Linked DNA regions of Mus musculus: region 1 is linked to region 2. The links are chromatin contacts, called in public HiChIP or PLAC-seq maps. All regions are on one chromosome and are shown on one strand. The core of a region is the stretch at or near the end of the contact, and the rest is flanking DNA. Distances in the headings are between cores, read along the strand shown. Region 1 has its middle 6.4 kb from the start of Gm52501. Region 2 overlaps Etl4 (enhancer trap locus 4).

Region 1 (4,607 bases), core at 1,151-3,650, 790 kb before region 2:
TACAAAGGACTTCCCTGTAGAAAGGGAACGCAGGGAACGTTTCACAGAGGAGGAAAAGCTTGGTTGGGCTTAGAAGCATGAAAGTGGGACAGAGGGGAGAGCATAGTAAGCACAGGAGATAATGTGTAAAAGCCCAGAGGGAAAAGCGAGTGGCCTCAGGAGAGAGGGAGGGCATCCCATGTACCTAGAACACACGATGCTGTGGAGATCCGGGAGAGTGAAATGAACACGGGTACTGAAGGACAGACAGGATGGATGAAGTGGAAAGAGCAATCGGGGATGGACAGCTATGCCTCCCTGTCACTTCCCAGCAGCCGGTTGACCTGACCAGGCTCTCTCCCCACAAATGACTCACTGCCTATATTCCCTGTCTAGCCGCAAGCCTGGCTTACCGAGGTGTGTGCTGTCTAAACATGGCTCTCCTCACACAAGTTCAGTGATTATTAATGGATAAGGCCAGACTTGCAGTGGCAGTGTCACTGGCTGCCAGAAATCTAGCTCCAGATGGGCAATTGGCTGAGAACTTGGCTGGCCCTGCAGACAGCTCCTTCCTGAGGAAGGCAGATAGTCACTCTGGAGGGACACAAGCAAACGCAAAAGGGAAATGCTAGAGGCCAAGTAGGGACTTCCCAGATGAGGAGCCGCTGTTTGGGACCTCCACTCTTCCTGAATCTTCTCTGTCATCTTCTGCCTCTATCTTTCCTCCCTTGACATGTGTATGCACACACACATACGCAAGTCTGTATACAACTTTTCAAAGCAAATGCACTTACCTTTTCTGTCTTTCATTAAGAGAACTTTGGTGCAAATATCCGGGAAAAGCAAAATCTATTCGATTAAGGAAGACTGATTCTGTGGGCAGGTCACAGTTTGTTAGCAGGGACGGTGGCTCTCAGAGTGGTGTCCTTTGGGGAACCAGGGAGGTCTCTATATACACAGGAAGCACACCACCAAACTGATGAAAATGCCAAAATCCTATTCTTAACTGTACGAAATGACTCAGTAAGCTACAGTTTTAGCTAGCAGGGATGTGGCATTGTATATGCCTTCCTCCTTGCTTGTAATGGTTATAGTTGGTTTCCCTCAGAGAGATGGCCAGCTGCTGTGGTTCCTGGTAAGTACACATTTTTGCAGTTGTCATCCCAGCAAATATTTTGACATATCCACTGTGTACCAGAAATTATTTGATCTCAATACTAAGCGCATAGCAGTGAACAGGTAGAGCATGTAACCCAGTGACTACGTGCATTTCAACAGTTCCGCTTTGGCTGGGGTCAGGGGTTAGGCTGTGAGGACTATGTTGATATATCAGACAGAAAAGAGAAAGGTGTGGGCTAGAAAGGAGAAGCAGCTGGTTAGGATACCGATGATAAACTTACTGAGTATTACTGATTTTACTGTGTGTGTGTCTGTCTATCTGACTGACTGACTGTAGGTGTGTCTTGGTTAAATGGGAGGGTGACAGGGTTGGAACATGGGTTAAGCAGTCTTAAAGCTGCTGTAAGTGCTGAGCCTGTGACAAGTTCCTGTTCTCTTGCCTAGATGTGTCTTGGAGCCTGCCTTGTATCTGCAGCACATCTCAGAGACTATAACACCTTGCCACCTGAGTCTGGTACCTGAGAATCTTCTCATGGAGACCCGTTGCCATGGAGCACTGAAACTGTCCTGCCCAGAGTTTTAACATCTGGACAGCTAGCTCCTCCGGGGACTTAGAGGTCTTACTTCATCTAAAGATACATGGAGGAGGTGGGTAGAACTTGTAATCCCAGCACTCAGGAGGCTGAGGCAGGAGGGTTTTGAGTTCAAAGCTAGCCTGTGCTTCATAGTAAGAGAGAGACAGAGACAGAGACAGAGACAGAGAGACAGACAGAGCGTCTCTTATCTTTCTGGGTGTATGGCTGTGGTGGGCTCTACTTGCCCTGTGCCCAGAGCGAACAGTCTACCAGTTCTGATTCCAACCATGTTTGAAGTTTCAGGAAGTAAGGTGACAGATACTGGGAAAATTCCTTCTGGCAAATCTCCCTGCATTGATGTAGTGTATGTACACTTGTCCTGGAGACTGAGGAAGCAGGTAAGGTCTGTTTCAAGTCTGGGCTACGTATGAGGCTTCCATGAATTAGGTTTTCTCTCTGGACTTTCCTTGCTGAAAGGAGACGAATCTTCTTCCTATGCGCTGGTTGAGGAGGTCGAGCAGCTGAGGTGCTCTTTGGCTCTGTGTTGAAGCCTGTATGATGAGAATGGAGACTTGCTTTCCTCATCCAGGAGCCTGTTCCAACCCAGCCAAATTACCCAGGAGCTTGGCACCCAGTCTGTTTGCACAACACATTTTTAGACTCTGAGTCACCCTTGAGTTCTTTCTGGTCTGATCAGGTTGGATTAAACCTCACAGCATCCTGTTACCTTGGCTTCCTTGTACAGGCAGGTCTGCTCAAAGGGCTTCTCAGGAGCCCCACCTCCACAGGGAGAGGAGCCACGGCAGATCAAAGGGTTGCCTATACTACACCCACTTGCATGGGAATACCAGGTATCGATAACAAGGGTTTTATCACTCCCTGCCAGACCGAATTCACAGAAAGCTGCCTTGGGCAAAATGGTGTAACAGGTCCAATTCATCTGGGATTTTTTTCAGGCTTTTCTTAGGTTAACATTAGCAGGTATACCCTCCCATTCCCAGTAAAATATGTCATGCAACATGTGTTTCTTAGCAATTACCTTGCCAGGTCTAGGCACTGCAAATATAGCAACAAAGTGTATGTGTGTGTCTGTGTGTGTGTGAGTGTGTGAGTGTGTGTGTGTGTGTGTGAGAGAGAGAGAGAGAGAGAGAGAGAGAGAGAGAGAGAGAGAGATATCAACAGGTACTACCAGAACTTTGGCTATTTCTACTATAAGAATTCTCTTTGTGCTATATATACAGGTCTCTGATAACTAGTACAAAATTATACTTTAAAACCAAATCAGGAACAAAAGTAACACCAATCAGCTGTCCTCCTAAATAAAAAGCTAACGTATGCAGAGGAAAACTAAACTCTGAAGCATGGGCCTGTGGAGGGGAGTGGCCACAGTTTCTCAGAGCAGTTGCTTTGTGTGGGTTTCAGATGTTACACTAGGTCCCTCTTTCCTGTGGGCTGACTTCTGTGTCAGAAATCAACTGGGCTTAGGTGAAAGGTAGCCTATTTTAAATTACGTGACATGGACAGGCTGGAAAGGCAGTCAGAGACAGAAGACTTTCTTGAACCAGAAAAGAAATAGATGAACAGTTGGTCCTGGTTGCAAAGTGCTTCAGCCTGGGGTGGCAACAAGTAAAGCTTCCTTTCTCCCCACCGACCCCTGTCTCCATTCTTGGGACCTGACATTACTGAGACAAAGACAGTGGAAGAGAGACATCTGAACCGACCGACTTAAGAGAAGAAAGGAGACAGGCTCTGCTCTAGCGAGATATGTGTGTGTCTACTTGTTTATTTTCAGGTACCACAAATTAAAACTAGTGCTAGGTAAGCACTTTACCACTGAGCTATACCCCAACTTTATATATATGCAATGAATATATATATATATATATATACATACACATATATGTTCTAAGGAATATATATTCTAAAGAATATATATTCCAATATACATACATATATATACATGTAGAATGCTACTACACATATGGAAAGCTTATACTGTAGGATTTCCAGTGGTCTAAAATAAATCTTTTTTTAAAATTTTTTATTACTTTTATATTTTTAAATTTAATTTTATTTGTAATTCAGTTTTTACACTCCATATTCCAATCCTCACCCTTCCCCTCCTACCCTCCAACTGCTCCACATCCCACACCTCCTCCCTACCACACCCCGTCTCTACATGGATGCCCCCACCCTCCACTCCATCTGACCTCTAAACTCCCTGGTATCTCCAGCCTCTGGAGGGTTAGGTGTATCATCTCTGAATGAACATAGACCTGGAAGTCCTCTACTGTGTATATGTTAGGGGTCTTATATCAGCTGGTGTATGCTGTCTGTTTGGTGGTCCAATGTTTGAAAGATCTTGGAGGTCCAGATTATTTAAGACTCCTGGTCCTCATATAGGATCGCCCTTCTCCTCAAATTCTTTCAGCCTTCCCTAATTCAACAACAGGGATCATCTGCTTCTGTCCTTTGGATGGGTGCAAATATCTGCATCTGACTCTTTCAGCCGCTTGTTGAGTCTTTAGGAGGGCAGTCTTGATAGATCCTTTTCGTGAGCCCTGCATAGCCTCAATAATAGTTTCAGGCCTTGGGACCTCCCCTTGAGCTGGATCCCACTTTGGCCTGTCACTGGACCTTCTTTACCTCAGGCTTCTCTCCATTTCCATCCCTGTAATTCTTTCAGACAGAAACAATTATGGGTCAGAGGTGTGACTGTGGGGTGGAAACTTCATCCCTCACTTGATGTCCTGTCTTCCTGCTGGAGGTCTATAAGTTCCCTCTCCCTACTGTTGGGCACTGTGAGTCTCTCACCTCCCAGGTCTCTGGTGCACTGTGGGGTTCCCCCCCAACCTCCTATTTCCTGAGGTTGGCTCTTTAGATTCTTTCTGCAGGCCCTCAGAGCTTCAGACCTCTCCCCTCACCCAGTACCAG
Region 2 (4,180 bases), core at 81-2,580:
AAGGGCAACTTCTGAGTTTTTGACTAACGACCAAATGCTTGGAGAGGTGTTTAGCAAGATACAATCTTTTTAACAGAGGTGCCACTTTATTGCCTTTTTCTGCTATATGACCATGGGACAAGCATGTCCTTGAAAGAAGGCTCCCAGTAGAATCCCACCAGGATGGCACCCTGGTCTTGGATTTCAAAGCCTCCAGAATCCTAGAACAAGAGAAATAAACTTCTATTGTTTATAAGCAATAAATACAAATAAATAAAAAGAAGTATGTCCAGGGGTTATTTGCTTAGCCCCCTGTACAGTACATCTTCCCTAACTGAACACTTGCAAGTGTGACAAGCAATCACACACCTTACTGCGAGCAACACTTCTGTCTACTTTTATTTTGTTGCACCACTATCTTTAATTGATAAGTACTTTCTTGCTGCTGTGGCTGTTGAGATAGGCTGACCTCTAGCTTGCAATTAGCACGGACTGACCTTGAAAACATGGTTTTCTTGTCTCCACCTTCCAAGTGCTAGGATTGAATACATGTATCTTCAGCAGAAGAGAGATGTGTTAATACCGTGATAACTGTTGTCACCAAATCTACTAATAGAATTCATCCAGGCAGATGTCGGTGACTGCCTATAGGGGGCACTCTTAAATGACTGGGTCAGTATTTGAACTGAGGTCAACTACATTCCAAAGTGTTGACTTTAATGGCTTATACAAAGATAACAAGAAACCACAGGCATTTTTCTAGCAAGGCTAATTTTATCTGGTGATAAATATGTTAAAACACTGTATTATAATAAATAATGAAACACAAATTTGCTTTTATGGAAATCAAATGTTTCTTTTTTCATAATGACCGCCAGACTAACTCTTATAAAACAGGTAATCCCTTAATTTCACAACTTAAGCATCTCACTACAGCTAGCACTCAGTGCCTAGATGTGTTTGTGAGCAGGGCAAGTCACAATGAATAGGACTCAGATGAACACACCACATTGTGCTTGACCAAGCTGCTCACACGTGTAACTCTGAACTTTGTTCATGCAACTGCTACAGATGGGTTGGAGTCTAAGATGCAGGAGGTGCAGACACAGGCTCTTAGATTCAGCGCACGTGAAACCAGGCTTGTATTCCTTCTCTGTGCAACTTCAAATAGCGCAATCTAAAACTTCAATCTCAGGCTACATCAAATTCCAAAGTATTCTTTGATCTCTAATGAAAAATCAAACAACATGATAATCATTAACTAAAATAAGTCCCCTACTTACAAACCCTTTGTGTTTGCTGCTCGGTCTAGGATTGGGACAAGAAGCAGGATGTATAAACTGCAAAGAATCTGAGCAAGGAAAGAGAGAGGTGGAGCTGACAGAGACAGCAGAAACGCTGAGGTCCTGGCACCCTAAAGGGCTGGCTAGAACTTACGGAGGAAGGAAGCACGAAGCACCTAAAAATAGAAGCGCTGTAGGAAACTGTCCACAAGATACTGGATTAGCTATTGTGTTCCAAATCCTGCCATTCCAACTGCCATTTATAAAAAGGCATTGTTTTTAAAATTCACCACGTCCTTCCTATCTGTTCACCAAGGACGCCGGTTTCACATCCAGCTCTGGTTGACGGTCCTCCACCAGCCTTTTTTCTTTTCTACTATAAAAAGGCGTTCTTGGATTGCTTACACTTACACATTAAGTTCATAACTGTTGCTGTTCTCTTTGCAGCCAACCGTGGAAGCATGGGGGAGGTGATGCGGCTTTTAAATATTAAAAGGCACATCCTAGTCTGGCAAGATTCTGGCTCAGCAAGTAAAGGTCCTGGCTGCCAAACCCAGTGACCGGAGCTTGATCCCCAATACCCACAGGGTAGAAGGAGAGAGTTGACTTCTACAAAGCTCTCCCCAACTCCCTCATGCATGTGGGATATTTGTTTGCCTTCACATATACACATGTGCACACACAGTATAAAGAAATGCAGTAAAATATTTTTAAAACTAAAACGAAAGGTACATCCTTTGACGCTTAGTGGGACTCACCCATACTAACTGTTTCTTAGTATTTTTTGCTTTACAAAAAAGTTAAGCAAATACTTTCTTGCTCAGTTTTTCCAATATTAATATTTCTAACATTAATCCATGATTGGAAAAATGAAAATAAAGCTTTGAAAATTGAACCTCTTGCATTGGAAAAAAAAACCGCTTCAAAATTGGAGTGGATGATTATAAACAGAAATCCTTTGACAACACATTTAATTCGATTTATCCTTTTTACTATGGCACTCTTTTTATTGTCACATTTTTATCTAGATTATAAGGATTTTAAATCCTATTCCACAGCTAATGAACATGCATTTAGTTTTCATAACATCATGTCAACATTAAGTTGGCTAAGAGTAGCTTGGCTGGGGAAAGGCCTGCCTGACCAGAACTCCTTCCAAAGAGACCAGCAGTTCTCTGAGTTAGCTGTTTGGCAATACGGGACCATGTTATCCTGGAAAGAGTCATTTTGTCAGGAGTCAGCACCGGCCTACAGGTTGTGTTGTCAGCACAGGAAGAGAACAGGCTTGTCAACAAGGTGGTCCTTCTCAGACGTGATGGCCGCCTGGTTCTTAATGAGACTGAATCTGGGACACTCTGGGAAGGCTAGCTGATTAGTAAGTTCCCGCTGTAGAGTCAGCAGAAACAGAAGGTAGCCCAGTCCTCCCCCAGCCCCGTAGGTGAGGCACAAGTCTGGAGGAACGGGACACAGGTCTGAGAGCTGGCAGATCTGTGGCTTCCAGCAGCTGCATCCAGAAAGGCTAGCCTGTCCCTCGGGACCTCCAAGTTGTTTAGGCCCGCCCCTTGCAATTTTTCTTTAAACTCCCTTCAGCTGGGTGCTCTCTCTTTCTCACCAGTGTCTGCAGAGATAACCAGGGTAGTGCTTATTGCGATTTCTTCTCTTTGACCTACTTTTTAATGGTTGCGGAGTGATGAAGATTGATGGTTTCCTCTGCTACACATCACAGCAGTTTGTGTCTTTGGCACAGCTAACAAATTCCTTTTTTTTTTCCTGATATATATTATGGCTTTTTTAGTTTCAAGGACAGCACTCATATATTTTTTTTAAGTGACTGCTGTAAAATCTGAAGGAGAATGTTGATATTCCTCTGAAACAATTCTTGTTCAAGTGAGAGCCGGACATGGCAAGCTGGCTTCCTGTCAAACCTTCCAGTTTAGAAGCTCGATTCTGCCATGCTGTCTGTGTTAGAACAGCATCAGCTTCGTCCACTTCATTCCTTGTCTGGCTCTCCTGTGAGCCCTCTGTCCTGGCTCTGTTTTAGACTGTCTCATCTATATTTCAATACCACCTTAAGAACTCCTAATGATCTAGTCTCATCTAAACTGCCCCAGGTCATTGGATTGGTAATAGCTCTTCTCATAAAAAGTCTTCCAATTTTTAAACTTTACTTAGAACTCCATATATATTTAACTTGGTAAAATAAAATAAAATTGTGTACGAGGCAAGAGGTTTGGACTGGTCATCTAAAAGCCTGAAGAGTTTAACCACTGGAAACGTGCTCTTACTGGCTAGAGCTGCCCAGTTTGTAAGCTGTGGTTTTTGTTTTTTGATTTTTTTTTCTTTTAATGTTTCTTTGCTCAAATAAACTCAACTAAATGTAAGTGGTGTAAGAATTTGTTTTTCTTTAATAATCTTTGGATATGTTTGGAACAGCTTGAGACTGTGAATTTATTTTTCAATTGGGAATTTTGTGAAATCTAAACATACATCTGGTAACAATGCTAAAAACTTTAAAAACAAGTTTTATTTTTCAAAAACTTTTTTTTTTAGAGATTTAAAACACTGTCATTTTATTTGTATGGGCGCTTTGTCTGAATTTGTGTCTATGTACAATGTACATGTCTGGTGCCCATGGAGGCCAGAGAGATGCCCAGGGCACTGCATCCCCTGGGATTGGAGTTACAGATAGTTGTGAGACACCATGTGGGTTCTGGGAATTGAATCTGAGATCTCTGGAAGAGCACCCAGGGCTCTTTATGAGTGAGCCATCTCTCCGGACCCTAATTATCTATTATTTATGTGTAAATGGATACATAAGTTTACATATGCCACATGTGTTCAGGGGACTCCAGAGGACACAAGAGCCTGTTGGGTGGGTAGCCTGGAACTAGAATTACAGATAGTCCTGCATTGCAATG

The links. HiChIP or PLAC-seq counts read pairs in DNA pulled down with a chosen protein or histone mark.
Region 1: a FOXA1 HiChIP or PLAC-seq map of pancreatic cancer cells shows a contact between it and region 2. The contact joins two enhancer-like sites. A contact is called at or near these places in 1 of 115 datasets of contacts at active chromatin or transcription factors (pancreatic cancer cells) and 1 of 9 other capture datasets (embryonic stem cells).

What each region holds. Positions count from the first base shown.
Region 1 is chr2:21,232,869-21,237,475 of GRCm38.p6, reverse strand. No RefSeq gene overlaps it. Among named protein-coding and RNA genes, the nearest start is that of Gm52501, 6.4 kb to the right of the region's middle. Within about 2 kb of position 2,400, at least 81 of the 459 cell types and tissues checked have an H3K27ac peak or open chromatin away from gene starts, as enhancers often do. A contact at or near this core is called in pancreatic cancer cells, where this site is marked.
Region 2 is chr2:20,442,866-20,447,045 of GRCm38.p6, reverse strand. All of the region lies in intron 2 of Etl4 (enhancer trap locus 4), which reads right to left. Among named protein-coding and RNA genes, the nearest start is that of Gm17171, 110 kb to the right of the region's middle. Within about 2 kb of position 1,330, at least 35 of the 459 cell types and tissues checked have an H3K27ac peak or open chromatin away from gene starts, as enhancers often do. A contact at or near this core is called in pancreatic cancer cells, where this site is marked.